4 separate regions of the Mus musculus genome follow, and regions 1, 2 and 3 are each linked to region 4. The links are chromatin contacts, called in public Hi-C, HiChIP or PLAC-seq and Micro-C maps. All regions are on one chromosome and are shown on one strand. The core of a region is the stretch at or near the end of the contact, and the rest is flanking DNA. Distances in the headings are between cores, read along the strand shown.

Evidence for each region. A called contact is a pair of places that touch in the nucleus more often than the background predicts. HiChIP or PLAC-seq counts read pairs in DNA pulled down with a chosen protein or histone mark.
Region 1: a Hi-C map of cerebral cortex shows a contact between it and region 4, with 2.0 times the contacts expected there. The contact joins two enhancer-like sites. A contact is called at or near these places in 2 of 39 promoter capture datasets (the C10 cell line and the HPC-7 cell line), 3 of 15 datasets of contacts at CTCF or cohesin (the NIH/3T3 cell line, large pre-B cells and pro-B cells), 7 of 484 Hi-C or Micro-C datasets (the AML12 cell line, bone marrow-derived macrophages, brown adipocytes and 4 more) and 7 of 115 datasets of contacts at active chromatin or transcription factors (astrocytes, craniofacial prominence, embryonic basal ganglia and 3 more).
Region 2: an H3K4me3 HiChIP or PLAC-seq map of forebrain shows a contact between it and region 4, with 3 times the contacts expected there. The contact joins two enhancer-like sites. A contact is called at or near these places in 6 of 39 promoter capture datasets (the C10 cell line, the HPC-7 cell line, cranial neural crest and 3 more), 1 of 15 datasets of contacts at CTCF or cohesin (large pre-B cells), 1 of 484 Hi-C or Micro-C datasets (bone marrow-derived macrophages) and 9 of 115 datasets of contacts at active chromatin or transcription factors (craniofacial prominence, embryonic basal ganglia, embryonic forebrain and 6 more).
Region 3: a Micro-C map of the G1E-ER4 cell line shows a contact between it and region 4. The contact joins two enhancer-like sites. A contact is called at or near these places in 4 of 39 promoter capture datasets (the C10 cell line, cranial neural crest, pre-B cells and 1 more), 1 of 15 datasets of contacts at CTCF or cohesin (large pre-B cells), 6 of 484 Hi-C or Micro-C datasets (the G1E-ER4 cell line, bone marrow-derived macrophages, nephron progenitors and 1 more) and 6 of 115 datasets of contacts at active chromatin or transcription factors (embryonic forebrain, embryonic hindbrain, embryonic limb bud and 3 more).

The regions. Positions count from the first base shown.
Region 1 is chr2:38,021,855-38,027,387 of GRCm38.p6, reverse strand. The region is part of intron 8 of Dennd1a (DENN/MADD domain containing 1A); the gene reads left to right. Among named protein-coding and RNA genes, the nearest start is that of Crb2, 250 kb to the right of the region's middle. Within about 2 kb of position 3,872, at least 11 of the 459 cell types and tissues checked have an H3K27ac peak or open chromatin away from gene starts, as enhancers often do. A contact at or near this core is called in cerebral cortex, where this site is marked.
Region 2 is chr2:37,982,056-37,988,087 of GRCm38.p6, reverse strand. It overlaps Dennd1a (DENN/MADD domain containing 1A), which reads left to right. Exons shown (of 23, transcript NM_001362973.1): 11 at 4,983-5,028. Among named protein-coding and RNA genes, the nearest start is that of Crb2, 210 kb to the right of the region's middle. Within about 2 kb of position 2,222, at least 20 of the 459 cell types and tissues checked have an H3K27ac peak or open chromatin away from gene starts, as enhancers often do. A contact at or near this core is called in forebrain, where this site is marked.
Region 3 is chr2:38,091,122-38,097,019 of GRCm38.p6, reverse strand. The region is part of intron 5 of Dennd1a (DENN/MADD domain containing 1A); the gene reads left to right. Among named protein-coding and RNA genes, the nearest start is that of Dennd1a, 190 kb to the left of the region's middle. Within about 2 kb of position 2,454, at least 10 of the 459 cell types and tissues checked have an H3K27ac peak or open chromatin away from gene starts, as enhancers often do. A contact at or near this core is called in the G1E-ER4 cell line, where this site is marked.
Region 4 is chr2:38,377,859-38,383,616 of GRCm38.p6, reverse strand. No RefSeq gene overlaps it. Among named protein-coding and RNA genes, the nearest start is that of Gm13584, 12 kb to the right of the region's middle. Within about 2 kb of position 4,191, at least 39 of the 459 cell types and tissues checked have an H3K27ac peak or open chromatin away from gene starts, as enhancers often do. A contact at or near this core is called in the G1E-ER4 cell line, cerebral cortex and forebrain, where this site is marked.

The DNA.
Region 1 (5,533 bases), core at 2,623-5,122, 360 kb after region 4:
GTCAAGGTTTCAGTACCACCTGTATGTTCCTAAGAGATGATTAGTGTAAGCAATGTGATTAATTGCATGAATAGTTGGTTAGTGCCACTTGTCCTTTAAGGATGGAGGATTAATACCTGGAACTTGTAGATGCATGACTACATGCTACTAATGACTGACTGACTGGTTGGTTGGATGAATGCATGAACTAACTAAGTGCCAGACCCTGAGAGAGGAAAAAGAACAGCTCCTTACAGCTGGCTTTTGGGGCAGTTTGTCTACAAGTTGTTAATGAAAAGCAAATGTGGAAAATTAATTCTTTCCACTTTCAGCTCCTTGTTGAAGTTAATTCTCATTATTTCTCCAATTTCTTTGTAAAAATATTTTCTTGCTTTTCGCTGAAAAACGATTACTATGTAATTGCTCATCAGGGTTTTCTGTGTCTATCAAGATAACACATGTAGGAGTAAATTTTATGCAGTCAGTAATTAAATGAGCATAAATCTTTATAAATTTTAAACAAGTGACCTGCATTTAAGAAAAAGTCACAGATCATGGACAGATGTGTAGTAATAATTACATTGTAAGCTAACTGCATAAGAGATATTTTGTCTTGCACCCAGGTTTTGAAGTTTATTTTTGATTAATGGATAATCATATAGGCCTTAATTTGAAGTATTAAGCAAACCTGTCTTAATTATCTGGTCAGTGTCATACCAAGTAGCTAATGATGCGAGGAAAATGTTTAGCTGGATGGTTATATGCGACATTGCCCAGACTCCACTTTGTCAAAAGATGCACCATGCTCTAGAAAAGATTTATGAAGTTATCGTAGCTTTCACAAATAAACAAAGTTGAGATGGCAGAAGTGGACCTGTTATCAAATACTGAGATTGTTCCTACGAGTTGTTGGATCATTGTTTATTCTAATAGTCTTTTTCCTGTGCACAGAGGATAAAGCTGGCCTCGGTAGCTCTGCTTTCTGTTCTGTAATACACTTTTCTCATTTGACTGTTCAAATTAGTTTGCAGATTTTTTTCTTGGGCAGATTACTTTAGAACCCAAATTTGTAACCCCTTATAAGAATCTGGTACCACTGGTACCACTAAGATAACTTAATTTTTTTTAATTACTTAAAAGCTTAAGCTGTTTTCATATTGTAAAAGTTGGGCCTAATGACAAAGCATACGTGTACTCTCAGTTACTCAGAACACTTAGTTGGGAGGAAGCCTGAAGCTTAAGATCTGGGGACCAGTTTGAACGATGTAGCAAGACTCTGTCTCTCTTTAAAGAAAAAAGTCATATTGTAAAATATTTGAGTAAGAATTATTTTAGGACTTGAGACCCATTTACACAACCAAGCCTTTGACCCAGGAATCAGTCTCTAGAGTGAATGCAATGAGTCTTTATTCCTGTACGGAGATGGAGTCTCAGAGTCTAATCAAATGACAGACTGGGGCAGACTAACATCTGCTTTGAAGGCTCCAAGGAGTACCCAGCTTAGAGTCGGTTCTTTGGTTTGAGGATTATCTCATTTCCCTATGGTATTGAACCTAAGAAGCTTTCTCTCTAAGCCACACGATATCCCCTCCTGGGCCCAGCTCGTTCCAGCCCAACCCCCGACCTCCACCTGCTTCATAACCTCAGGCACGGAGCACAGTGAGTGTGAAGCCCCCAGACACTTAGGCTGGTGCTAGAGCAAACAGAGAGCAAGAAAGGAACAGCTCCTGGGAGGTGCTCCTTGGGGGCATGGGGTTTGCTAGGTGTTGCTCCCCTCTTTGTCTAGATTGAGACCTTTGCCAATGTCTTTTTTGTACAGATGAAAAATAGAAGCTAGGGGTTCAAGAACACGATGCAGCACGTACCTTCCAAAAATTCACCTTTCATGCTGCACTGTCTGGAGTCCCCCTTGGATCTGAATTCAGGCCAGACTGGCACTTTCATATGGATGGACTGCTGTCCATCCATACAGGGAATGGGAGAGGTGAACAGTGTATAATAAAGTCCAAGCAAAGAAAGGAGTTTTCTCAAGCCTAGAAATGCACTGGCACTAAAAAAAAAAACAAACCTAAGACCAGAGTGCAGAGCCCAGGAAACAGTCCTCTAAGCAGGTTGGTCCTCTTTTCCTGGCAGAAGTATTATTACCTGGTAGTAACTGGCACAGGATGAAGGGGTAGGTACTCAGGCTTACCCGTGATAGAGTTGCAGTGGTCCAAAGTTTCATGCTGAGGAAAAGGAAGCAGAAATACCATGTTCAACAGGAATGGTGGTTGTTTAGAAGGAGGGTTGACATTCAAACAAATAGAAATGTTTGGACAAACAGAAGGTGTGGTGCACAGAGCCTTGGAACCAAGGAGGCCATAGTGCCAAAGAGCCTTTCTTCCTTCCCTCTCCAAGTCTAATCCTGTGGTTAAGAGTGGTTTTGTGAGGGTTTTGTTTGTTTGTTTGTTTTAACATATATACGTAAAGTTTTCTTTTGAACTGATTACACATTTGGATTCTTTTCCACTTGGAGTATGGCAGTAACAAGATAAGTGGTTAATAGGTCCTAGGTCCTCCCATTTGCCTTCTTTTTTCCTGCTGTCATAGGCTTTGAGATTTTTGTTTTGTTTTGTTTTGTTTTATGTGTGTAGCTGTTTTGCATGTATGTAGTATGTGCATCACATATGTTCATGGTATCCACAGAGGCCCAAAGAGGGTATCTAATCCTCTATAACTGGAGTTACAGAAGTTAGTGAGCTTCCATGTGGATGCTAGGAATTGAACCTAGGTCCTGTGGAAGAGTAGCCAGTATTCTTAACTGCCTCGCCAGCCTCAAGGAGCTCTTTTTTTGAAACCCAAATGTGATCCTGTCCTTTTTTCTGTGGCCTTTCACTAGCACTGAGTCACCTATCTGACTCAGCCTGAGTTTCTGTCAGGTGCCTTTTTCTTCTTAATATACTGCACTGTCTCTGCTAGACCACTGACCCATGCCCTGCTTACCAGAGCTAAAGGACAGGTAGTCTTCAACCACTTGTTTCCTCTACATACGGATTTATTCTTTCATCAAACTGCGAGAGTGCTGGACTTTGTAATTTGTCCACAGGTACTCAGCCTAGTAGAAAAACATACTTAAATATGAGATAGGGACAAATTGCCATGGAAACACAAAGGAGCATTTGGCAGAGGAGTCCAGGAACCCTTCCAGGAGGAGGTGACACAAGGCTGATCTCCTCAAAGAAATGAACATGTTTAGAACAGAGAAGAGTATTCCGAGAGGAAGTAAAGGCCTGATGGGTGGGAATGATAGAGCAAGTCTGGGAAGTTGAGCTTTGCCATGGAGCTTAAGCTATTGGACACTTAACAACAAGAGGGAGATCCCTGTCTCCAAGGCACTTGTCGGAAACTAAGAGTGAGCCAGGACCCCCTCTGCCCTGCGAGTGCTCCCCTGTCCAAGAAGTTCCTCAGTTGGGGCCGTTGGCACTCCCTCCCACTCTGGCGGGTGGCATCCCAGAAGGAAAGAGGCAGGGGAGGAAGCAGATAAGAGAGACAGCTTCTGTTTAGACACAAATATCTTGGTGATCAGCACAGATGGGATGAGAAATACCAAAAAAAGTACATGACAGTTTAGAAAGAATTTGGCTAAATGTTACATATTTTTAACATACCTGTGTAGAGTTTTGGACCAAGCACCTGAGCCCCTCCAATCTCGACTGGTAATGGGGGCCTGCCTCAGTTGAGTGGTATTTTGTTTCAAAAACACACCCTTTCCCATCCACAAAAGTATCCTTGTAAATTTTTTTTCCTCCCACCAAAATAAGGCACAGGATTTGTCTCTGACGCTGTGTCTCCCTATTTGGACGGCAAGCTGTGTAACATATTTCTCCTCAGCGTGAAGCTTCTTGGCAGACTCTTGAGGCCACGTTTTGGTGGCTTCAGAGTTATCTTTGGATCTGTCAAAAGTGCTAATGGGCTTTCTGGCCTTCTTTAAGCTCCTCATTTCTATTTTCTTGTTACTTCTATCTTCTTCTAAAAGAAAAAAATCATATAATTCATCAGCATTTAAGCTCTCTCTGAAATGCTCAGCTGAGGGCCTTGTATTTTTGTTTGTGAGAACTGCTCTGCCGTGTCACTGTCTCAGGAACAAACCCCACCCTGACATCATTAACTCAGCGCTCCTCAGTCCACTGGGCAGAGAAATGCTTCTTGCCCAGTTTCATCAGACTTTAGTGCTCATTTTATTTTTTTCATCGAGTTTGTTAGGAGGCAAACTGGTATAGCCGTTAACAGATAACTTTTAGATTCAAGAGACCTGCTCTTGGCTCTGCCCTTTCTAACTGGGTGATCTTTATAAACAACTAAGGCTTTGTAAGCTTTTATTTCTCCATTGAGACATGGTAATACCTACCTAAAAGTTATTAGGAGGAAGAGAAAGAACATAGATAAAGCACACATTGCCTGGCATGTAAAGATTCTGCTATAAACAGGGCAACAATTGCCTAAGGGGCAGGTGAGGTCCCTCTTCTTTGCACATATATTTCCTCTTATTTTCCCCTACACTCAATACTTTATGAATGTGATATTTTAACTTACACTTTAAGGTATTATATATTTAAACCCTAAACTGAGTCTTCTGCTGTTCACTTATCATGTGACCCTTGTTATATTACATCACTTTTCTGTGCTTCTGTTTTACAACTTTAAATAGAGAAAGTGACATCTATGTACAAGGAATGGTTTTAGAGTTAAAGCAGGATGACCTGTGTAAAGCCTCATCATGGTAGATAGCGAATGAGCAATATCTAGGAGGGACAGTATAAGAGAGTGGTTAGTGTAGGGGAGAAAAGCTATCAATCCACTTGCTCTTTATTTGTGAAGTTTGGTGGTTAGCCCAATACTCTGGTCAAACAGTAATAAATCATGAGATAAACGCACATTCTTATCCTTAACCATAATATTGTGGAAAAGCACTTTATGGTATTTTGCATATAAAATTTACTGGTTTACTTAAATTATGGGTTGTAGATCTTTAATCGTGATAAACTGCCACTCGTGGCAACAGCTTACCTTCCCTCCTTTCATTTCCTGAGAGTTGCACTGTGCAGTATTGAAACCCTGTAACATTAAAGAAATTAGCGTATTCGTGTGTATTATTAATGTCAGGTGGACATAGAAAGGGTTGTAGAAATGAAATGTTATCCATTTCCCTGCTGAAATCTGAAGAGTTCTAATCCATAATGCTAATTAAAGGAATGAACCCCAGGATACAGGGAAAAACAAAAGCTGTTTAATACATTTTATTGTCACAACTTGCTGCTTATCTACATCTTCTCCCTTTTAAGGGAAATATTTGGGAGTTTAAGTCTTTGAAATTGCTTTCATTCTAGCAGAGCCAGTTTGGAAAGTGTATGCTCTGGATGCAAACAGTAAGGATGAGGCAGGCAATGCCCCACCTTTGTGCTAGGATCTACTGGGTAGTGACTGAAGCTTGGACACTTTCTTTTGCTAGGATACAGGGCAACATATGTTGGAAAAGTTCTAGGACCTTGGGTCCAAAGATGAGAGCAAAGTCCTG
Region 2 (6,032 bases), core at 973-3,472, 390 kb after region 4:
CCCTTGTCTGAGCTAGGCATGATATCCTGCATCTATGATCCCAGTACTCAGGAGGCTGAGACAGAAGAATTCTTATGAGTTTGAAGCCAGCCTAAGCTATACAGTGAGACCATCACAAACAACAGGATGGACAGACGGAAGGAAGGAAGGAAGGGAAGGGAAAGGGAAAGGGAAAGGGAAAGGGAAAGGGAAAGGGAAAGGGAGAAAGAAGGAGAAACCATTGTGGGGGTTGGGGTGGGGGGTCAGTCCAGGGCTGCCAGCCACTATGAGAACCCCTTTGGACTTCAGAAAGGAAAGGAAAGGAAAGGAAAGGAAAGGAAAGGAAAGGAAAGGAAAGGAAAGGAAAGGAAAGGAAAGGAAGGGAGGAAGGAAAGAAGGAGAAACCATTGTGGGGGTTGGGGTGGGGGGTCAGTCCAGGGCTGCCAGCCACTATGAGAACCCCTTTGGACTTCAGAGTCACTTACTGAGTGTCCAACAGTGCTGACCACCTTATGGACTGTCTCCAGTCTTTGCAGTAATCCTGAAAGATCTCCATTGAACAGGCACTGACCTTTTGAAAACACCTGGCTAGGATACAGCAAAAGGTAAATGGCAATCATTCCAACACTTTGTTTAGTAATCTCTATCTGGGAACTCATGTACTCCATGTATGAAGTGGTTTTCTTTTTTTTTTTTTTAAGATTTATTTATTTATTTATTTATTTTATGCATATGAGCACACTGTAGCTATCTTCAGACACACCAGAAGAGGGCATCAGATCTTATTACAGATGGTGTGAGGCACCATGTGTTGCTGGGAATTGAACTCAGGACCTCTGGAAGAGCAGTCAGTGCCCTTAACCATTGAGCCATCTCTCCAGCCCAGAAGTTGTTTGTTTTCATTACAGTGTTTCTTATATTAATGAAAAGTTAGGAACAACTTAGTGTCTAATTCCAGGAATTAGACTCAATAAATTATGGCCCACTCTGCTGAGTGGAATATTATACAGCCTTTTAAATAACCATCACAGTGGTTGTAGATACAGAAAATGACAGTGTGCAAAATGAGAAACAATAAAATACATGCAGTTAATTTCAAAGATGTGAAACCATTAGTTTAGGTTAATATTAGAGAGGATGAGCCAAAAAAAAAAAAAAAGTAGATATATTAGATGACCTAATCATGGGTTGCCTCATATAATAAAAAGGCAAAGAAAAAGGTCTCCAAGAAAATGTATACATAGCTGTAATTACTGAGATAAATAGAGACTAGAAATTATGTTCAGAACATACCTAGAATTACCCACTTGTGTACTTGCCACGTTGAAATGTTAAGGAGGCGGCTTCCTTTTTCTTTTCTCTCTCACCCCCACTTAGAATTTGTAATTACATATTTGCAGAGAGAAAAAAATGTAGATTCTGGGAAGCATTTGAGGTGTTGGAAGCAAATGATAACAATAGACGAAGGTATTTGTCCAGATTTGCTTTCCTGCAAAGCACAGAACTGATCAGATTCGGAATGCACGTGCTTTAAATGTTGTCTAAATACAGATCGGGCAGGCGTAACAATGCTTGGCTGCAAAACTGCTTTTTTGGAAGAAGCTGTAATTATTCATCCCAACTGTGTCCGAAGAGTGAGACCTGCTCTGTCCCTTCTGGTATCTTTAAGTCATTTTCATAAGGCTCCCCCGATTCTGTCAGGCTAGCATGCAGACTAAAGTAGCATGGCATTAAAACCTACATATTCCAGTTTCTAGAGAATGTTTCCTCTTTAAAGAACAGCCTGTGGTTAAATTACACCCAGGGCTTTGGCTGTCGGGATTATTTTCACCTTTTTCTCACAGTTGTTTGACTTTCTCTGTTTGTTAACTCACTTGTTGGGATTTTGGTTCTGAAATTCTATTTGAAACACATGGTTACTGGTCAGTTATGTACTTAGATGTGAGAGCCGAGAAGTCAGTAAGATTTAGTTCAATATTGTGAGCTTGTGCTTTTCTCCCTGTGTCAGGCCATACTCTGGACACATTAATGAGTGGTCTTTTTTTTTTTTTTCTGGAATTTTGTGCTCTTCCTGCTTCCTTTCATTACATTAGGCAAGGCTCCACTAGATGAGACATTTGCAGTCTTAAGACTTCCTGCCGGGGTTCAGACTTTGTATTTTTGACATTGAAGCTGTCGTGTTCCTGAAGCTACTTAATTAGAAACACATTCATTTTGGTGTACACTGGAGAAAGCTCAGGCAGCAAAGCCAGGCACACTGGGAAGTTGGAGCATCTGTGTGGCTGGCAGCTAAGCTAATGGTTTACAGTTTCGGGGCAAAAATATCACAGGGCATTTCTTTGCCTCTTGAAGCAAAGAGAAGCTGCATGTGCCCCGCAGGTACCTGGAAGGGGGGAAAAAAGGATGGAAGAAGATGCTAGAAGAAAAGACAGCTCTGTTTCTTTCCACTGTAGTTTGTTTGTATAGTTTTTTTCTTTGGCTATTATCAAATACAAAGTCTAGAAGAATAGTTCTCAGACTGTGAAGCTAATGTTTAAGTCTGTCTTCCAGGCTCCTATGATACCTGATTGCTGAGATCTGTAGTAATAAGGACATTTTGTGTTCTGCTTGAAGAATTGTATTTGTTGAGTTGTAATGAGGGAATTGCAATGTGTGTTCTTTTTTTAGATTTTTGAGCAGTTTTTAAGCAAAAATGTAATGTCTAAGAAACTTAGTTGCCTCCCCACTGGTTTCGAGATGCAGCCTGAGTTCCTGGTTTGCAGTCACCTCCTGCCTCATTGTTTCCCCAGGTCTGCATTCAGGGGGGTATCCTTGTCCCTCCACTGTGACTTCCAAAGCTACCCCTGAGGGAAAGTACCTGGACAGCCCAATTGTCTTGACTCTAATTTCATTACAAACTAAGCCTGCTGGTGTTGTGTAGGATGTGTGACATACTTGAAAAGACAGCCAGAAAAGTTGCCAGTCATTTCTGTCCTCCCTGCTTCCTGCCCTTCCTCCTCTACTCCCAAGGAAGACAAGGCAACCTGGGGACCAAGTCAGAGCCAGCTGGGGCTTACTGCTTGCTTGACTTTGTGGCATTAGATAAATGGTTTTCCTTCTTTTAGTTAATTTTCTCCTTTGTAGAATGGAGATTATTGTGTGAGTAGGGAAAAGTGACTTCATATAACTACTATCACATTTAACACCAGAGGGAAACACCATAAATGAGTGTATGAGTGCAGCGGTAACTCTGGAATCTACGAAAGTGACCATGGTGATGTCTCCTAGTAACTGGGAATACTGAGCCAGAACTGGCCGTCTTCTATAACCAGGCAAGGCTCCTAGTAGTAGAACTGGGACATCAACACAGAAGTAAAACCTTTAACCTATAATCTGTCCTGTCTACAAGTTGTCCTGGAGCAATGGTGGTGCAGAACTTGTGGGATTGGCCTGCCCATGACTGGTACAACTTGAGGCCCACTCCAGGAGAGGGAGCCTATGACTGACACTGTTTGGATGGCCAGGAACCAAAGGCAGGACAGCCCAGAGACCCAGGATAGAACTAAACACTACCGGGTTGGGAAAAAAAAATCAATGAAATGATACCTAATGATATTCTCGCAGATCGGTGCCTAGCCTAATTGTCATCAGAGGGACGTCATCCAGCAACTCATGGGAGCGATGCAGAGACCCACACACAGCCAAGCATTAGGCAGAGCCAGGGGAACCCTGCAGAAGATGGAGAGGAAGGATTAATTGTTAGAGCCAGAGTGGCTGAGGAGGGTACCATGAGAACACAAGACACTGAATCAACTAACCAGAGCTCATAGGGTCTTACAGAAACTGAAGGGACAAGCAGGGTCTCTGGATGGGTCTGAGCTAGGTCCTCTACATGCACCTTAAAGTTATATGGCTTGGAATTCTTGTGGGACTCCCAACAATGAGAGTTGGGGGTGTATTTTGACTCTTTTACTTGCTTTTTGGACCCTTTTCCTCCTACTGGGTTGCCTCATTCAGCCATGATATGAGGGTTCATGCTCGGTTTTATTGCAGTTCTGTCTGTTAGGCCATGTTCAGTGGATATACTTGGGAAGCCCGATCTGTTTGTCCTTCCCCTCCCCTCTTCCCCCTTCTTCCCCCTTCCCCCTTCTTCCCCCTTCCCCCTTCCCGCTCCCACTCCCGCTTCCACTTTGCCTGCCTGCCTGCCTGCCTGCCTGCCTGCCTTCCTTCCTTCCTTCCTAGAAGAGAAACAAGAATTGATCTGGGGGGTGGGGGGAGGCGAGGTGATAGGGAACTGGGAAGAGTGGAGGGAAAGGACTCTTCAGTCGGGATGTAATATATGAGAGGAATAAAAGTGTAAAATGAAAGGAAAAGAACCCTAAAAAATAAATATGTACAGAGAGATAGAGAATACAAAAATGCCCGGATTTTAGAACCTCTGGACTTGCTTCTGCTCAGCAAAGGAAGTGAAGGTCTCTGTTGTCCAGTTACCCAGCAAAATGTGTGCCATGGCATTCAGCTGTATGTGTGCCATGGCATACAAAAGCTTGCTGGATGCTTTCCAAACATTAACCTGTATGTCTTCATTGTGCTCTCTATACACCCTTCACTTTTTTCCATTATAATTGTTGATACCATAGTTTCCATTAGTATCAGGACCTCTGTACTGTGTGTGTTCATCTCCATCTAGTAACAGTAGTTGGGGTTGAGCCAAGAATCCCATTTTAAAGATAAGGTGACTGAGGCCAGAAAGCTGCCTAGCTGCTGTTTGGGGTTGATAGCTGACACAAAGGTTGATGCTCTTCCTGCTACCATGCCATTCCCAGTGCTGCCTGCATTTTTAAATTCTTTGACGTTTCTAGGCTTGGAAACAAAATGTCACATTAAGATTTTTGTTGTGAAAGGAAATGTAACTGTGCATACGTTTATTAAAACAGCTTTTCTCTAAATAGTGAACCATCTGTAATTTTCTGTCGGAAGCAACAGACATTAAAGCAGCTGTGTGTCTCTGTTTCTCTTCACAGTGCTCCCATGCCCTACCTCATAGGAATCCATTTAAGTTTAATGGAGGTAAGTGGGCTTTTTTCCTCCCTGGTCCCTGATGTGGGCTTTGGTTTTGCTTTGTGTAGCAGAAAAATGGGATCTCAGGATGTGTAGCTCTGTACACAGGAGCAGCTGAAGCAACTGCTCATGCGCATCCCCCTGTCCTTCTCCATGCACAAACCCCATCCATCAACCTAGACCCTTCAGACTGTCTCCTGCATTCTGGGCTTCTCTGCTTTGGTTGAAGATGGTGGATTTTTCCCTGGGTGAATAAGAGAGGGTAGGGAGGTAGGAAAAAAGATACCATTTGGGCTTGGATAAGGTTTGTTTGGAAAGGATTTATTTGTTTTTCATGATGACATTTATTCTAAGTCACTGTAACTGTTACATTTTCACGATAGGAAATGTGGTACAAATGATTTATAGAAGTTATGAAGAAGAAAATTAAAATTAGCCACATTGCCATTATTTCTAAATGAACTACTGTTAGCATTTTACTATTCTTCCCTCTAGTCTTTATTCTGTAGATATTTATCTCATATAATGTTGTCTTTACCTATCAGTGTTATAATGTGAGAATCCCTGCCTTTTTTATCCACCCTCAGTAACAACTGTTTTCCATTTGTTCCCTGTTATTCCTACAACTTAACCACTTTTCTGCCATTGAGCACTTAGATTGCCAGATGATTTTTTCACTATTATAAATAGCACTTCAACAAACATCTTTATGCATAAGGCTTTATCTTCATTTTTTTTCTGCATTATATCCCTAGTGCAGAATCCCTAAAGCAGAAAGCTTGGTCAAAGCTCTGAGTCTGCTGCCAGATTGCTTTCCGCATGGCTGTACTAATCATACACAGTGCTTTCAGTGGACTTCCTATGCTTTTGTTCATGCCCTTGGTTTGTAGACTAGACCTCCAAGGTTTTTTTTTTCCCTTCTCGAGGAAAGGACAGACATTAGCACTGCCTAGGGCAGGGTGTGGCTAGGTAGCATTCGTGTGTGACACCGTGTGAGCTCTAGGAGGAAGTCC
Region 3 (5,898 bases), core at 1,205-3,704, 280 kb after region 4:
GCACTAGTGGGGAGCTCAGTGGAGTGGGAAGCTTAGCTATTGGTCCTGAGTCCTTTTCACTGCCACCTGAACTTGTTTTTGAAAAGTATTTTTCTTTCCTACTACCCCCCCCCCCAAAAAAAAAAAAAGCTAGTTCTATGGGCAATCTAGTTTGGTCCCAAATTTTGACTATTCTGTGGTGTTTCCACAGCAGAAGGGCACACAGAAAGGAGCCACTGTCACGGTCTGGTAGGTCTGGCTCATCAGAGGAACAAAATGCAAGCATACCTTCCCCTGTATGAACCTGCAGGAGGCTGTAGTTTCTGCCATGAGTATGGAAAGGATGTCAGGACTTCAGCCAGTACTGCAACTATCATCACATTATTTTGTTGCTGCTCAGTGGAGCTAAGAAAGCTTAAGAACATTACCATCTGGGCAGAGCCAACCAATGGTGAACTGTGAACTGCTTACCAACTTAACAGAAACTCTTGCTACCTCATTCATTAATTAGGCCTTTATGGCACACCTTCTCTGTGTTGCTTGGCAACCATAATAGCAGTCATTAAATTCTGTCATTTTATATTAACCCTTTGGCCCTGGGTGGATTGGGAGCCCCCACCTTAACACTAATGCATTTTACATTAGTACATCTACCTGGGAAATCTCATTCCCTTGACACCTTCAGCTGCAAAGAGCAAATAGCCAGAGTCCAAAACCAGAAGAATTTCCTTTTTTCCTTCACATTAGTGTGTGTGCTTTTAAGGCATTTATAAAATGTATCTGTCAGGATGGAGACCATTCCCCAATCTGCTGACAGACAGACATAATATATACTCAGCAACATGAAAAGACAGCTAGCATCCCAGAGAAACAGGAGCTGACTGTGACTTCTTTGGGCTCTGGAGGAAGGGCTGCTGTGAAAACCAGATGGAAGAGTTGTTAAGAAAACTGCCTCTGTAGCTGCTCTGCAAAAATTTGGACTATGCATGCTGGAGGGACAGGGGCCATTTCAGCAACACACTTCCAACATTTAAGTGAGGCAGGGAGGACTGAACCATGTATTCTGGCAAAAGCTAGTGGACAACTAGAGTTCTCCCCAGGCAGTCTCTGAGAAACTGTAAAGGCTTCCTATAGTGGTCCCCTCATCCATGAGGCTACTCAAAATTACGTTAGTGTAAACAATGTAAAAATCCAAAATTAAAATGGGACCTAGATATATAATGGTGTCATGACCCCCTTTTATGATATGGACTAAGATTTTGAAGTGTCAGTGATACAATTCAGCCTTACAGAAATATTTATATTTTTCTTAATGGAAGAAAATAGGAAGGTAGATTTTGCTAGACTGTGTAGGATTGAATCTCCATCCTACCCAGAAGCTGTGATTTTGGACAGTGGCTCTCTTTTTGAAAGCCTTAGGTTTATTATTATCCTTTATAGCAGTTTTACAGATAAAATGAGCCCCTGTTTAATATGCATCACCTAGTCAACATCTGGCCCATAGTATAGACTTTATTCATTGGACAGGCAAATAGTAGGTCTACTACTGTTGCTATCAGGAAGCCTTCTGCTCTAACAATTTTACAGTCAGGTTTAATATCTGATCCCCATTTGTCCTTCAGTATGCCAGGAAGGCCCAGAGAAACTTCTTACCGGGATATGGTTGCTCATACCATAATCCCAATACAGAAAGCTGAGGCAAGAGGACTGGAAGTTCAAGACTGCCTGGGCTTCACACTGAGAGCTCAAAACAAAACAAATAAGGGAGGCATTACTTTCCCAAGGTATTTGACAAGATCTGAGAGCATGCAGTCACTCATCTACAGGTCTTGTGTCTCTCCATGAATCATTCTACATGGCATTGTGCGGCACTGCTGAGTTTCCTGATGGATGAAGTAACCAGTATTTAGCCTTAGAATAATTTGGATAGTAATTGTGCCTGGCAAAGGAAAAGAGTAGTCATGTTCATTCACTCAGGCAAAGTTATATTGCACTAGACTTGCAAGCCAGCTTATACATTACTACTGACAGCTTGTGTGAGTATTGTAAGGTAGCTGGCCTTGTGGTTTATTGAGCTTAAATAAACATTTATCTCTCTCTCTCTGTCCCATCAAGCATGCATGCATCTAGGATCTTAAGTGGCTTCTGTTTGTTAACAAAACTTCCCTGGGAGAACTCAAAAAGGCAATTAGTCTTGTTCTTTGGAGCAGTGCCTCCACTGTATTAGATTTCACTGTATGCAAGCTTAAATGATAACCCAGAAGCAAGCTGTACCATGATCCAATTTGATATTTAGTTTTGATTTTATTAGTAGTTGTCTTTAATGGATGTCTTGTCATGTAGGTTTCCTGATTATTAGTAATTTAAATTGAATGAGAATGAAATGAAACCACAGGCGTGAAACTGATGGACTGTGGCTGCAGCAGTCTGCAGCTTTCAAGGCAGCCATAATGCCGGCAGGCTCCCACACTCCCCCTCCCTTTTAAGGCTTTGAACACCCTTTCTGCTAATGCTGAGGATGAGAGCTTAATACTGTTGCTATCTGGGAACCTTTAAAAGCAAATGGGCATTGTGAGTGTTCCTTCCTCTTTGAAGGTAAGTGTTGTCCATGTGCTCACTCTCTACTTGATCAGCTCAAATTTGACCCAGGAGTAGAGATCTGTGAAGATGCTAACTGAAAAACAATGATTGCAGAAGTAATTTTCCTTGCCCTTATGTGTGCTTTCCTACCACTCTCAAGGATTGCTGGCCTGGTCTTGAGAAAAAGGACAGCCAAAAATGTGCTTTTTTCTGTGGGCTCTGTGGAGTAGCCAGGATCATATACCAGGCTTAGACCCAGCATGGTCCAGAGCAGCACAAGTCCCACAGCTGCTAGGTCCAGATAAGAGCTTTCATTCTCTGAGCACCTTGGTCTTAGTATTATTGGTTTGTGTAAGTGCTGAGATACTGGACACCTTCAGTTAGGTTTAATTTAAATCAAACAAACAAACTTGAAAGAAAGTAATTTTAGGTCACTTACTAAATGTCTACTAATAATCAAGCATGTGTTTGTTTGTTACCTGCTCTGTTCAGGCATTGATGTGGATGAGTGATGAAAGAATGACTGAACGGAGGAATAATTGAAAGGGAGCTGTGCTTTCTTTCTGTCTTTCTGACCAAGACAGTTTTTATGTGTAAGCTTTAGAATTTCCAACCAGTGTGATACACTGCTAGCCCCGGTGTTGAAGCTGTAGAGCCACTTCTTACAGAAACTTTTTTACTCTTATTTCTCTTGCTAATCCATAAAGTATACATTTTGAGCAAAATTTATTTTTTAATTCATTGAAAATTCAATGAAATCTTTTATAAGAAAATATTTGCTTCTGACTTTTTTGTGTGTGAAGGAACCATGCAGTCTATGTGCAGTGTAGTGTCCTCCCATCACCCATTCTTAGATAGCTACATTCATCCCCAGAGTGGGAAAGTGTCTGAAACTGCCACTTTTCTCATGCCAGAGCTCTTCCGCTCTCTTGTAAGTAGGGCCAACTCTGAAAGTGTTACTCCCCCATGCCACAGACTGGTGATAGACAGGGTGGCCTGGAGGGAACCATCTGCATACCTTCTCAGTGTCCTCTGCTGCTCAGGCTGGCGTCTATGATCAAGGCCAGCTTCAATGCAGGAGGACACTTGCCCCAGCCTACTAGAATGACTTGGAGTGACCTGCAGAATGTCGAGGTACTGCTTGCCACCAGTTATCCTTCATTCTAAAATGCTCCTGTATTGCTTCTCCTTAAATTGATCACTTTCAGGACACCTGCAGAGCAAGATGCATTTAATTTTACACATTAATTTTTAAGTCTTACTAAACTTCTGAATGGCTGTGTTGTGTACCACTGTGTGGGTTATGCAGTACTAGTCCTGTGATCAAATGAAAAGGTACCTTGGCAAAGGCTGGCAGGTGTAGAGCCACAGCTGTTGAGCTCTGCTTTCCATGAACTGGGTGAGCCTCCATGAACTCTTCATCTGCCTAAACACAACTGCCCCTTGATAATAAAGTTATCCACAATCACTCTCTCCAATGTTAGAATTAAATACAGCATGTAGTGACTAGTGGGGTAGTGTGCTTGCATAGTCTAGGTTTTTTTTTTTTTAATCTTACTTTATCTCTTCATTTCAAAATGTCTTTAAATGCAGTTTAAAATGACCCACTGAGGAGTTTATGTTAGGGACCGATGAAAAGCCTGCAGTCACACTCTTCCCTCCATAGTCGCCATGGAGAGATGGAAATGCTGTTCTGAGCTGACCTGAACCAGTGGTCCTGGGCTCTAATCTCTTGATTCCCAGATGACAGCAGATGTCTCTTTAGTGATTCCAGGTGTTCAGAACAGAGTACAATCTCTTATCTGACACAGCCACAGCGACTCCTTAGAGTTCTTTCATATTACCTCTTTATAACATTTGAAGGATCAGGATTTCTTGACAGCTGCTGGAATGCTAACTCCCCACTTAAAGGGACTCTGCTTCAAGTCCTCAGGTGATCTGTGGACTTTCATGCTGTACTGTTTGATTCATGCCCACATACCAAATAGTTTTAATATGTTCTCTTTTTTCATTAAACAGATTTTGTCATGTCCAAGAGACTTCCTGCTGGCAGCAGCTCTAACTCTTTCTTGCCATGCAGGCATTGCCTGCCCCTTGTTAACTCTGCATATGTCCCTTCAGAATATCCCCACTGACTTCTTCTTGGTATCAAGATAGAGGCAGCTTTCCCTGCCTCCTTCAGAAAGCAGCACTTCTTTCATAATTTCTGGAGTGGTGTGCCCATTTTTGCTTTGAGGGGATTTCTTATTGGTCAGACCTGAGCTTCACTGTTATAATAGGAGCTGAAGTATTTAGCTAGACCTTTCTGCCAAATTAAATGTTAGAAATGTTGAAGGCAGAGTAGGATAGTTACAAAAACGAACTGATGAATAATCTCAACTCTGCATTTCAATATCCTTTTGATTTGGGGCTAATAAGTTAGTCATCTGACTTTTCTTACAGCATGCTGCATTTAATTTTGTTCTGTTAAATCCTTTTCTAAACCCAGTTTAAAAAATGCAACATTACCTCTGTTACATAGAAGTCAGGGGAGATACACATCTGTGTATATACATATCTAGTGTATGGTGCAAGTAGGTATCATCATGGATGCAGTACTAGTTAATAGTTATGATTTTCTTACCTTGTATCAGCCTCCATTCTTAATTTTAAAACTCTAAAAATATTTACTGAGTGTGTATACATGGGGGAGGGGCATGGGTATACAACACTGTACGTGTAGAAGCCTGTACAATTTAAAGGAGTTGGTTCTCACCTTTTATCATGTGGAATCCAAGGATGGAACTCAAATTAGTAGCTTAGCAGTAACCTCTTTTGCCCATTGATCCATCTTGCCAGGCTTCAGGAGCCATTCTAAATGCTCCAAATACACTTAGCTTTTTTAAGCTCACCACAAGTCTGTGACGTCGGGACAGTTATATCTCTAGCTTGTAAATGGATGAACATAAGCACAGAGGGATTAATTTACAAAAGAATGAAACTAGAATAAGGATGCTAATGGTCTGGCCCACAGTGTTTGGGTTTCTGATTATATTTAACACTTCATGATTATATTGTTTAAAAGTTGAGGCCATGTCTGTCTGATGGTTTCCATTTTCTTAATGAGTAAGTGTTAGAATACTGAGTTGGAAAGAAAGTGTATGGAGACCAGAAGTTTGAATAGACAGAAGATTTAAAATACTTATGGAGAGTAGCAAAAAAGAAGGGCTGGGTGGCATTGAAACCTTAGTTGATATGGTAAACAGTAGTCGAGGAATTTTTAGAAATATATCTCTGTGGAGTTTCCCCCCAGCCGTGTGCAACAGTCTAAAGGCAGGCACAGAGAAGGTGAATAGTTAG
Region 4 (5,758 bases), core at 2,942-5,441:
AGTCGCTGCTGGGAAATAAGCATGCTGTGGATTTTCTATGTTGATCTCATAGCCCCACTTCCAGAGGATTTCCTCACTCTCCAGTCACCAGGAGGAGCTTTGAATGTGGTCATTTGCAGGGTCTCAGGGAAAGATGCAGTGAAGGCTAGATATGTAGAATATGGGCTAGGCAGCTGGCAGACCAGTCTGGGTTCAAATATACTCATGTGCCATGTACTAGCTGGGGAAGTTACTCAACCTAAGATAGTGCTCATGCCCAGTCTACCCTGCACTGCTGCAAGAGTCTCAGGAGGAGACGACTCAAGTCAAGCTCCCTATGTAGTGTCTGCTGTCATGTAAGAGCTCCCCTGGTGCTGCACTGGGCATGAAACTGGGCATAGTGTAATCTTGAGATAAAGGCAGGAGGTTTAGACATTCAAGGCCATCCTAAGCTCAAGGCCATCTAGAGACACAAGAGACTTTATCTCAATACAAAATTAAACACATAGGACATGAACAAACCCAAATTATCATCTCTGTTGTTGTTACTACAAGCCACATGGCTCCCAGCCAGCAAGCTGTGGTTGTTGACTGTTCATTTGAACACATGGTAGGGGCATCTGCATATGCCTGTGACATTGCCCTCTGTTCCTGTGACCTGAATGTTCTGAGGATTCCATGGTCCCAGAGATGGACCACACCAAACATACTTTCCAAACTGCTCATGCAGCTTCTTGCCCCTGGTGGGGAAACAGTCAAATGGACAGGTAGGAACCTAATAATGTTTGTGTGATGACTCACTTCGTTACACTCAAGTCACCTGTGTACACAGGGCCCAGTTCAGTGCCTAGAGACCACAGTGGGTGGTTAAGAGGAGGGTGGGAAGGCAGGAGATGAAATCAGGGCTTCTGACCTCCATGGGAAAGGGACCAGAAGTGCCCTGGAGAAGGCGCTTTAGAGCTCATGCACATTTAGTCACATTGATTTTTACAAATGTGTAACCAAGCTGGGCGTAGTGGTGCACGCCTTTAATCCCAGCACTCAGGAGGCAGAGGCAGGCAGATTTCTGAATTCGAGGCCAAGCCTGGTCTACAAAGTGAGTTCCAGGACAGCCAGAGCTACACAGAGAAACCCTGTCTCGAACCACCCCCCCCCCAAAAATGTGTAACCAAAGTAGTAAGTACCTGCTCTTTCTAAACATATACATGACCCAGCAATTCAAAGTTGAATATAGGCCCAAGGTATAAATGCATGAAACCACCATAAGACCTGATACACACGGTCACTGAAGCCTTGTTCAAAGTGATCCTATGGTTTGAATGACAATGGCCCCCATAGGTTCATATGTTTGTTTTGTTTTTCAGTTGACTGGCTGTTTGGGAAGGATAAGGAAGTGTGGTCCTGTTGAAGGAGGTGTGTCACTAGGGTGGCCTTTGAGGTTTTAGAAGTCCACGTCAGACCCAGTCTCACTCTCTATAACTGCTGCTGTGTATCAGGATTATAAATTCTTAGCTACTGCTCCAGCACCGTGCCTACCCACCTGCCACCATGTTCCTTGTCATGGTGATCATGAATTAACCCTCTAAAACTGAAAGCAAGCCAACATATAGACCTTTCTTTTCTAAGTTGTCTTGGTCACGGTGTCTCTTCACAGCAATAAAAAAGTAACTAACACAGGTCCCGAACTGGAAGTAACTTAAACACCCACAGGAAAAGACTAGATAAAAGACTTGTAGTGGGCTTCTATAATGAAGTATTATATAGCAACGAAATGGAAATGATCTATCACAGTAGCAAGAGCATCCATGTAAGGGACCCCACCATTCCTGTTCACTTAGGAGTACTCACTGTGTAATTCCACAAATACAAAGTTCAAGAAGAGGTGTGCTGGAACCACCTGTGATCTCAGTTTGGGAAGTGTAAAGGCAGGGTTATGAACCTACAGTCTCAGGTATTTGTGTGTGTGTCCACTTGTTTGCACCACTAGAAAGAAAAAAAAAAAGATATATATGGTTGAGAGGAAGCCAGATAGCCACCTACGGAGAAATAGCCAAATCCCAGCCTCACACCATACAACAGAACAAACTCTGGAATAAAGACAATGAGAATTTGTTTTTAAAGCCATTCCTGTGGTGAACTCTTATTTTATTTTATTTTATTTTATTTTATTTTATTTTATTTTATTTTATTTTATTTTTGTTTTTCCAGACAGGTTTTCTCTGTGTGGCTCTGATTGCCATGAAACTCACTCTGTAGACCAGGCTGGCCTCGAACTCTAGTGATCCTCCTGCCTCTGCCTCCTGAATGCTAAGATTAAAAGCTTGCACTACCGCTGTCAGCTTTCTTTTTTCTTTTTTTTTCCTGAAGTCCTTTGGAAAATGAATTTCAAACAAAACTCTGAATCTATAAATGAAAAGATGGATACGTTTAGCCACATAAAATTATTTCTATTTCCACAAGAGAAAATGATATAAACAAAGTCAAAAGGCACATACATTACAGACATATCATATGTTATTGACAAAAGGCTGCTATCTCTGTTATTTTAAGAGCTCCTACGTATTGGGGGGGGGGGAATGACAACCTAATTAAAAAGATAGGCAGAGGAGATAGACAAACAGTTCCCAGGAAAGGAAACGTAAATGATTCTTAGTCAGATGAAAACACGGTCAACCTCCCTTGTAGCAGGAGAGAAGAGATTACAGCTCTGAGATACCATTTTCTATCTAACAGATTGACAAAGATCAGAAAGTTTGATAACACGCTGTGTTGGCACGGGTGTGGGAGAGAAGCATTTCCATTCATTGTAAGTGGGAGGGAACACTGGGGCACCCTCCCGGAGGAGAGATTTGGCAATATCTGAGTAAATTAAAAATCTGCATACCCTTTAACCCACAATTTTCATCTCTAGGAATCCACCATGCAAATATCCCCATACATACACAGTTCGCTGTCCTAATGCAGATCATTTGCCACAGTTCTGCTTATGCTAACAGTCTGGAAGCAGCCTGGTTCCTCACCCACAGGGAGCTAGTGAAGGGCGCATATTCAACTGTCTATTCAGTGGAATAATATACACTGGTTTAAAGGAACAGAGGAGTTTTTAATTTCCTATATGGAAAAATCTCTATGGCAAAGCTCAGAGTCGTGCACACTGAACAAAAGCCCTGTGTGAAGGGTGTCTGTGGAAAGATCTTGATAAGGAAACTGATAGGAAAAGCTCTGGGTATCTGCATAGACTATGTGTATAGTAGTCATGGGGGAAGTAGGGGAATATAACTTTAAAAATGCAAAGTGAGTGTACGGGTGTGTGGGGGTGGTGGGGAGATAGGGAAGTTGAGGGGAGGGGGAGGGACAGAGGTGGGGAGGGCTGAGTTGTCTCAGCAGATAAAGGTGCTTGCCATCTTAGCCCCCACCTGATGGGAGGTAGGTACAGACTCTGGAAAGTTGTCCTCTGACCACCATATGCACTCAGATGGGGTCTCTCTCTCTCTCTCTCTCTCTCTCTCTCTCTCTCTCACACACACACACACACACACACACACACACATACACACACACAAATGTAGTTCTAAAAATTAAGAAAAACACAGGGTAAACTGTTTTTCAGCTGAGATGTGTAAGTCTAATTCCAGCTCCCCTGGGTCTTTTGGAGAAATTACTTCAACTTCAACGTCACCATCTGTAAAATGGGAATAATAATATGCCCTTGATTCAAAGATACCTTGGAGAAGGGGTTGGAAAGAGGCAAAAGTTTAAAAACTGGGAACTTTAGGATGGGCATGTTCATGGTCTATAATGACTTTTCTATGATTTTGAAAAGTTTTCTAAACAAAACACGTTTTTTGTTTTCTTTGTGGGTTTCTTTTTTATTGCTGCTCTGGTCTTCACTATCAGATACCAATCTGCTCCCCAACCCCCATGCCCCACTAAGAAGGAGTGCAGAGCAGGTGAGCTGGTGGCTGGCCATCTGGCCGTCTCTCTAGGACATGCTCTTCATTGCGGGCAGGTGAAGAGGTTTTCCTTGCAGGACAGGACAGTGGAATCGCAAGATGAAGGTGGGGTCCCCCAAGTGGGTGTGGGGAAGGGGACCTTGCTCTCCCTCCTGAGTGCTGGTGGCCTGTGTCTGGGCACGCAGGATACCCCTACACTGGCTGAGACCCGATCAGATAGGGCGCCTCCCCCGCGCTGGCAGCCCTGGGAGGCGGCGGGGAGTTTACGTAAGCCGCTTGTTGATGGAAAAACAACGCACTGGCTCGGTGGTAGGCGGTTCCTGGCTTGCTTTGAGGAAGCCCCAGGGGGTACTCAGCAGGCCACAGCACACACACCCCTTCGCCTCTCCGCCCCCCACCCTCCGTCTCTGGGTTCGGCCGGTCGAGGAGTAGGGGCTACATCCAGGCTGCAAGAGCGGCTCTCGGGGTTCATCTAAATCCAGGCCACCCTGCAGGTGTCATCTGATATTTCACCCTGGACCTAGGTGCCCGACCCAGTTATCCTGCTGCAAGCCCAGCCCTGCTTGGGGCAGCGGGGGTGAGAGCTGTGGGAACCCCGAGTGAGCCAAGAGGAAAGTGGGGGGCCGTCATAGTTACACCTGGAGCCTCCTTTCCTGGTTCTAGAAGCCAAGGAGAGCCAGGCCAGGCCCGCAGTTTTGCAGGGGCACTTCTCAGTTCCCTCCTGGCTTTGGCAGAAGGCGTGTGGATGACCAGAGTTCCGGTCCAGCTCAGCTAGCTGCGTAGCCTTGTGGGCTCGGACCCAAAGTTCTTTATCTGGAAAACCAGGTTGATGTTACTTGTACTAAACAAGTTTTCAGAATTACATGAAACATTCTGAGGATTAAAAGAGATGACTACAAAGCCCTTAAATCACACCCAACTGTGTCTAGCACACTAGCACGTGTCACTGTAGATATAGATTGTGTGTGTGTGTAGGGGTGTGTGTCACACCTGCCCCTTCCACTCCAACTCAGACATTTGCTTTTCAGGTGGCTTCTCTCAAATCTCTGCCCTGGCTCGGGTGTCCAGTGTCCTTCATTCACAAGTCTACATTAGTTCCCTCTGCGCCCTATACCTAGAGTACCTAGAAGTGGATGAATTTCCGATACTGTACTCTAGGGGGCACAAGCCAGGAAGGGAGGGAGAGCAACATGTGGGTAATGTTAAATACCCTTCTTAAGGATCTGGACAGAATCAAATAAGTGATTCATGGGGAAACCCTTTCTTGGCTCAGAGAGTTGTACCAACCAGTTAGGAACTGCCCGGTCAATGCTACAAACAGGAACCATTTGAGACCAAACTTTGTATCAGGCTAGAGTCAAGGCTCAGCTTGGGCAGTCCTTTTTAAGAGACTGTTTCAAATAGATCAGTCTGTTACTTCATCATCAAGTGAAGATAACAAGACCTACCATCTAGGTGGCCACAAGGCACCAAGGAGATCCCCAAATAGGAGCTACTGTTAAACTTAATTTCTTTTTTTTTAATTTTAAAGATTTTTAAAATTTGATATATATGGGTGTTTTTGCCCGCTTGTATGTGCACCACATGTGTGCAGTGCCCAGGGGCCCAGGATTAGGCTTTGGATCTTCTGGACCTGGAGTTATAGACGGTTATTCATCTGTGTGTGGGTACTGGGTACTGAACCTTAAACTCTAGAAAAATAATAGCCTGTACTTTTAACTGCTGAACCATCTCTCCAGCCTTTCTACTCCTACCCGCATTTTGAGACAAGGTCTTACTATGTAACCCTGGCTTGGCCTGGAATTCACAATGTAGACCAGGCTGAC